2 separate regions of the Danio rerio genome follow, and region 1 is linked to region 2. The links are chromatin contacts, called in public Micro-C maps. All regions are on one chromosome and are shown on one strand. The core of a region is the stretch at or near the end of the contact, and the rest is flanking DNA. Distances in the headings are between cores, read along the strand shown. Region 1 holds the start of polr2g (RNA polymerase II subunit G). Region 2 holds the start of smad5 (SMAD family member 5).

Region 1 (3,953 bases), core at 197-2,696, 220 kb before region 2:
TCCTATTCTTTATTCCTAGGTTAAGTAAAATTCTTAACGAATAATAATTAACTAATAACATTCAGTTATATTGTTCAAGACTAACACTGACATTTAAAACAAATGAAATTGTTTAGTAAAGTGTTACCCATGGCACTTTGAAATACTTTTACAGTTTATTTTGCTAGGAAAATCTGTCAACTGTGAACATTTAAGTGCAATACACAAAATGTAGTGTTTATTTGTTATTAAAACTAATTTGTAACTGCTTAAGTCAATATTTTGAGAATGCCATAGATTGTGATAAAAGCTTCAGTAATTATCACAACTAGAAAATCTGATAACACCTTATGCCTATATAAAAGCTCTGAGGACCATTTGCCAAGGGTCTGAAACAAAGGTAATTATACTACAGGGCTTGATTTTGATTGGCTGGTGAAACTTAAGGTGTTCAATTATTTTTAAATAAGCACACTGCTTTCGCAGTTCCAGGCAGGTCTTGACTGCATTAGTTCCACATCACTACGATGAATGGTTACAGTTATTTCACATTTAAAAATCAAAACTAAAGGCTTTGGCTAAGATAATTATGACACTACATAAGTATTACACACGTGAGCTGTCTGAGGACAGAAATCTGAAAAATGTCTCGATTTAAATCATCTGACCTGAACATTTATGTCTAGTAACCATAGTATAAGCACAATAATAGTCTCCAGTTTATTGAACAATTAGAAAATAATAAAACATTATGTACACAACACCTTGTTTGAGCATTATTGTTTTAATAAGTATTAATTATCCCGTACTGATGTTCTATATAATGTATGTTTTATATTTATATTTTTGTAACTGTTGTATGAAAATAAAAACACAAACCGTACTTTGTTAACCTGAGTGACAACAGCATCCACAACTTCTCCTTTGAAGGGACGGAAGACGATGGCTTTGTATTTGACGGGATACAACACAAAACCTCTGCCCGGCTGTATAACCCCTGCTCCAATATTATCGATTGTGGTTACTGCAATAACAAAGCCATACCTGGGAAACAACACACGAGCATTAGAGAGTCAGATCTCATAACGTTCATTCATTTATTGATGAAGTAACGTTAACTTACTTTCCAGTACATGTTCCTTCAACCTCAGTGAACAGTTTCTGTTTGACTGTGTTCAAAAGGTTGGGTCCAAAATATCTTGGATGGAGGAGAATTTCATGCTCCAGAGAGATCTATTGTGACAAACAACGTGTAAACAACAGTGAGCACAGAAAACATTGACGGACATTTATAAGTGCTGCAACTCACTTATCACGTAAAACTAAAACACCCACTGACTTACGTGGTAAAACATCTCTTATTGTATTTTAGCTTCCAAAAGTCTTGAATTAAAACTCTACAGCCACGACTTTCTATGTCAGTGCGTTCAGGCGCCGAATCTCGACAGCGCGAGCACGCGAATGTTTCCGGGTGAAAACGACTGCAAATTAAAAGCCCTAAGATTCCCTAGAAATAAAGTCCCTGCTAGTTTAGTGTGCGTTGATTCTGGATTCAGAATTTTATTTTTATACAAATGTAGACACTTCAACTGTTTTTGTCTATAAGATTCCCTATTAAGGTAAGACACTGCAGATGAAAAATAAATGAATTCATATTTATTAGCAGCTACTTCACCAGATGAGTGATTATTACATTATGATTTTTAATGCTATGTGTGATATTTATTTATTTGCAGACATTTTACCTCGAAAATCAAAACCTTTGAAGTCAGGCCCAAAATGTATATTTCTTTCAAAACATTTTCTTTAAAAATGAGAATATGCAAGTTTTGAGTATGTGCTGCTTAAATGCTAATAGTAGGCTAAATGTTCAAAATATATTGGCTATTGGCGTGGACACAATAAAGCTTTTAAAAACCACACAGTAAATTCAGATATCTTGTTGTTCACATTTGCTTCTGTTTTAACTTTTAAGATTGTCACGTAACAAAAAAAATAAAAATAAAATAAACAGTTAATAACCCAACTTGCATGATTTTTTGCTATGACCCAATGTTGTATACGTTTTTAATGTCCTTAAATTTTAATAGCCATGCAAATAAAACATAATTAAATACATTTTAAAAGAATATAAATATTTGTAACATGCATTTTTTAATAATTTGAGATTTTTCAATCAAGCAAGCAACAAATGAATGAATGAATGAATGAATGAATATCAATAATGCAGAACTTATTTACAATAGAAAACATGTTCTTTTCCAAACTGAATGGTTGCCTATAGACCATTTTGAGGGATGTGAACAAAAACAATGGTCCCAACGTATTTCCTGTTTTACATTTCTATAGCTTCTAAGAATCTAAAAAGAGACACATATTAATAAATAATGTTATGATAGCTGTTTTAATATTAAGTTATGATTGAATTGCTTCTTGATACAGTTATAAAATAGTTTGATAACAAGCAGGAAATGTTCATGGGCCAAAGACATGACCACACTGAAATGGTCTATAACTAGTGAAATGAGATTCGAACGATTTTATTTGTGTTTTTAAAACATTGAACACACAGTGATATCAATTTCGATGTTGTCTTAAGATTATGGTAATTTAATTTGAACCAATAACCAGCAATAACATCATCGTTGTTTCCACTAAATCCGATTTTACTCAGTCAATTGTAAACGCACCACTTTGTTTGCTGACCCGTGTTCAGCGTTTACACACAGCCTGCAAAACAACACACGAACACAAGAGGTCACTATAACTCTAAACTTTTGCATTGTGAGGTCATCATTCCCCAGATATAGGAACTTGAAAGCATTTTCTAGATGAATATACGATTTTTAATTACTGAAGGTTTTTTATGTACACTCTGGCATATATTTTTGTATATTATTGTACATTTCTGTATTTGTTGTTTAAAAAAGCATTTTCTATCGAAGCAGCGAGTGATATTTGCACCAATATCTTACATTAAAGTTTTAGTGCTGTTGAATCCAAGTGACGAATAAAATGTCTATTTCTCAATAATCCAGAGGTATCTTGACAACTAGCAACTATGTAAACCTAAATTATATTATTGTCTATATATACATACATACATAGTCTATATATACATACATACATATATCTTTGTGTGTGTGTGTGTGTGTGTGTGTGTGATCTTCAAACAAATAACTAAATAAATAAACAAATAACTAAATAACTAACTACCTAAATAAATAAATGAACAAATAACCAACTGACTAACTAAGTAAAAAAAAACTAATAACTAAATAATCTAAATAAATAAATAAACAAATAACTAAATAACTAACTAAATAAATAAATGAACAAATCACTAACTAAACAAATAAACAAATAACTAACTGACAAACTTACTAAATTAATAACTAACTAACTAACTAACTAACTAACTAACTAACTAACTAACTAACTAGCTAACTAGCTAAATAAATAAATAAATAAATAAGCAAACAAATAACTAAATACTAAATTAATAACTAACTAACTAACTAACTAACTAACTAACTAGCTAAATAAATAAATAAATAAATAAGCAAACAAATAACTAAATACTAAATTAATAACTAACTAACTAACTAACTAACTAACTAACTAGCTAAATAAATAAATGAATAAATAAATAAGCAAACAAATAACTAAATAACAAACAAATAAATAAACAAAAAACAAACAAATAACTAAATAACTAACTAAATAAATAAACAAATAACTAACTAACTAAATAAATAAATAAATATAAAAACAGTGTAGTTTTGCCAACAAAAATAAATAAAATTCATCATCAAAAAAAAAAAAAAAAATCTAACTAGCCCAATAATATCTATTTAATAAAATACATCATTATAATATATCACTAAAATTATTACTTAATTATTAACACCAGCAAATCATTACACTCCCTATAATGAGCCAGCAATGAAACATGATGTATTTAAGAATTAGGA
Region 2 (3,858 bases), core at 50-2,549:
GACAGACAGACAGACAGACAGACAGACAGACAGACAGACAGACAGACAGATAGATAGATAGATAGATAGATAGATAGATAGTTCTCTACAGCGATTATTAATGATTTTGCTTGTCTAATAACGCAGATGAGCAAACTAATGAATTTGAATACTGGCTCGTTTGTGAGCGCGAGTAAGTAAGCAGCGCGTAACTCTCTCTCCATTGGCTGCTGTACTAGTGAAGTTTTAAAAGCCAGACAGAGTGGAGCCAAGCATCGTGACGTCACGTGACCGTAGCACAACTTCAAGACGGCTCGGGAAAAACATGGTGACCAAAGGTATCCTTCCGCCATTAAATCTACAGGCCTACATCTAGTATATTCGCTCACAAATAAGGCTTCCTCCTATAATTTAATTATTATTATTAATACAGCCAAAATTACATTATGTGAAAAATAATAGTATTCAAAACATATTTCGTTCGGTTTTAATGATTACCATTACCATAACAATATCCAAAGTTACCAAGCACCTTATTCAATTTAAATAATAAATATAAAAAAATATATAATAATAAACTGACAGATAGATTTGAATAGATTTAGATACACATAAATACACATTATGTAGGCTGTATAAATAAATTATTTTAATCTTAATGTAATGAGTTTTGCTTCTGACAATGACAACAGCAATGGACTGTATATTACCAAATGGATGAATGAATGACCAGAGAGACAAAGATAGGACAAATGAGGATTAATATTTTACACATAATAATAATAATAATGATAATAATAATAATAATAATAATAATAATAATAATAATAATAACAACAACAAATCATTTTATAATAAATATGAATTACACTTTCATATTCATTACAGATATGGGGTGTATAAATTACATATTTTAATAATAAGATAATGTAATGATATCTCTTGCTGAGATTACCAAAACCTTATAAACAAACAAACAAACAACAAACAAACAAATTAAGAATGAATGAATAAATGAATGAACAGATAGATCAAAAAATAACAAATGAGGATTAAAATTAATAATACACAATATACAAATAAAAATAACAACAAAAACAACAATAATAAACTAAACACTGCTATAGTACCAAAAATATAGGTTTTATTTATATCTAACAGTTATTTTCGCCTCTCATCTAATTAGAACAGACATTTACTCTTATTATATACACTAAGATAGTCCATTTATCACACACATCTTTTGATCAAATGCATCTGCAGTCACTCGAGCTGCTAACAGAAGAAGAGTGGTAGGTTGTCAAATGGGCGGATGGATATGCACTAATGCACTTCGCCTCCAGCCTGTTTGACGCCAGGAGGGTGAGAGACGAGGGAAAGAGAGGCAGGAAAAAAGGAAAAAAACTCCTTCATGTCGGTGTCTGTAAAACAGAGCAAAGGTCGACAGAGTCTACAGCATTTCTTGAAAGGTATGTAACCTAATGATAATACATCTAACCGATAAAGACGCTTCAGCGGTCACTTATCAACTTTATTCCAGCAGGGATGGTGGCTTTTCCGCAGGGAGGTGTTGAGAAGTGATTGAAAAAGTTTCCTTGCTGTTTTTTTCTCCTTTTTGTGTGAATGAGGTGAGGAAAACACGTGAACAAAGTGTATTTACATTTTCCTAAAGCAACTTGTAAGATATTTAAAATCAGTTGCAGAGCCTTGTTTGGAAGCTGTATTGGTTATTTGGGTTTAATTAAACCACAAACTGCAAATCTAAACTGCTAACTGGCTATGTAGCACCTGGGCTAGCACAAAGTTTTAACACAATAGAGAAAACCTAAAATGTTTGAAAGTATATGTTTTTGTAATTTAAGAAAGTTACGCTAACGAGTAATGTTATCAAAAGGAAATGCGTTTTTGACTTAAAAAGCAATGTTTTTAACTTAATCATACAAAGTTGAGGCTAATGTAACGTTAGCTTAGCTTCAGTCCTCGTTTATAAGCCAATAAAGTTGTGCGGTTTGATGTTAAATTGTTCATACTTAAGTACTAAACCTCGGGCGGATGAAATGTACAACTCCTGTGTTTTAATAATAATTGGTTTATAGTTAAAGAAAGTGACTGTTCACATTCTTGTGAGGAGAGATGTGCGTGTCGTGGCGTGTCTTACTGGCTGTGTCTCAAACCCTAGTGTGCTGCCCAGTCAGACAGCGTTTATGGATGCAAAAACTTATTGTTATGTTTTGGCTAGAATCTTCTAAAGGTGCATTTGGCGGCCAAAAGATGCTGTCTAGATACGCAACTCACACGGGATTTAAGGGGAGGTCGTTGTGTGTGTTTGATTTAAACCCCTAGATGGATGTCCGAACGGTCCATCTGATGGCTAAAGTTTGTTTTAACCTTTTGTTTGTTAACATATTGTGTTTGTGCCTGTTAGATGAGGTTTTAAACATAGATCCATGTGTGCAGTTTTTGGGAATATTTTAGCATTCTCTTTAGTTTTCCAAGCATTGATCAACCAGTTGTGTTGGACAAAGAGTGGTAAAGAGGAGATGTGTTTTTTGTTTATTCAAGTGGTCCAAGAGTTGTTTATTACAGTTCTTGTGAAGTGTTGTAAATCATTGTAGATTGAGAGCCACAAAAGGACCTGTGCTACCTAGCATTGATGCACTGACATGCTTGCTTTTTAGAAAGCATGTCTGTCCTTTTAGTAGAAACTCGTTTGAAAAGCAGCAGCTTGTTTTTGACCTTGATGCAGGGAGATTTAGATTCGGTCAGCTTGTACCATGTTATCAGAGACTGAGCGCCTTCAAAGAACAGCATTACCTTGTTACTGGCTTTCATTCATCACATAATAAGATTATGATGATTTGTCACAGAGTAATGCCACTTGGTTGCAATAAAACTATGCTTGCAGTTGTTTTTCAGCAGTTTTATAATTTATCTGTGAAATACCACATGCATTCCATCTCATCGTTGACTTTGATGTTGAAAGCATGAATGTGTCACTTTCTTTTAGGCGGGGTAGAAATTAAACAGTCTAGACCATGATTTACAAAATACAAGACACCAACTAAATTGCAATAGTTTGTATGCACCAAAAAACAAACAAACATTGGAATATTTATTTGGAACAAGAATCATTTGATGACAAATTACAAGTTAACTGTGGAGCCCCAAAGTACTAATTGATTTTCAATTTAAATCTGTATAATCTGTCTATTTATTAAACTAGGTTTTGCACATTTGTCCACACTTTTAATCAATTAAAATATATTTTTATATGATCGCTTATTTGATATATTTTAGTAAGTACTAGATTTTTATGTACTTAATGACAATTATTTCACCTATATTTTCACACAACTTATTAGAAACAAAGTATTTTATTTGCATTTAAAATGCTTTCCACGCATTTACACTAGGGATGTAACGGTATCAGAATTTCACGGTACGGTAATACCTCGGTATGAATGTCACGGTACGGTATTTATTGAATCATTTACAGGAAAAAACAAAACTTATGAAAATACTCCAAAAAAGTGCCAAAAGTGTCAATAACATACAAATTAGTCATCTATCTGTAAGCTTTGAAACAGGAACTTCAATTTTAATAACAAAAAATTATTAAACCATGTAAAAAAAATAAAGTTTCAATTTAGTATTGTTGAAAACTCATCACATTCAACATTTAATCACACTCAGCCCATCTACCCAGATGAGAGCTCTGCTAGTCGGACTTCTCATCAAGCATCTCCCGCTGGATCTAATCTCACTATATTTATTAAACGGTATATTTCATTTATCTTGTTGTCTTTATCTAACGACATATTCCCTGACTTTGGGCATTGGAATCTATTACTTGTTCTCAGGTAACGTGTTTGGGCTGAG

What was found. A called contact is a pair of places that touch in the nucleus more often than the background predicts.
Region 1: a Micro-C map of caudal fin shows a contact between it and region 2, with 2.9 times the contacts expected there. The contact joins the promoter of polr2g here to the promoter of smad5 in region 2. A contact is called at or near these places in 3 of 18 Hi-C or Micro-C datasets (caudal fin, hematopoietic stem cells and an unstated tissue).

Annotation. Positions count from the first base shown.
Region 1 is chr14:30,989,518-30,993,470 of GRCz12tu, reverse strand. polr2g (RNA polymerase II subunit G) reads right to left here and starts at 1,446. Exons shown (of 8, transcript NM_199669.1): 1 at 1,323-1,446; 2 at 1,103-1,212; 3 at 864-1,023. The coding sequence starts at 1,334.
Region 2 is chr14:30,771,881-30,775,738 of GRCz12tu, reverse strand. smad5 (SMAD family member 5) reads left to right here and starts at 1,299. Exons shown (of 8, transcript NM_131368.3): 1 at 1,299-1,448; 2 at 1,523-1,607.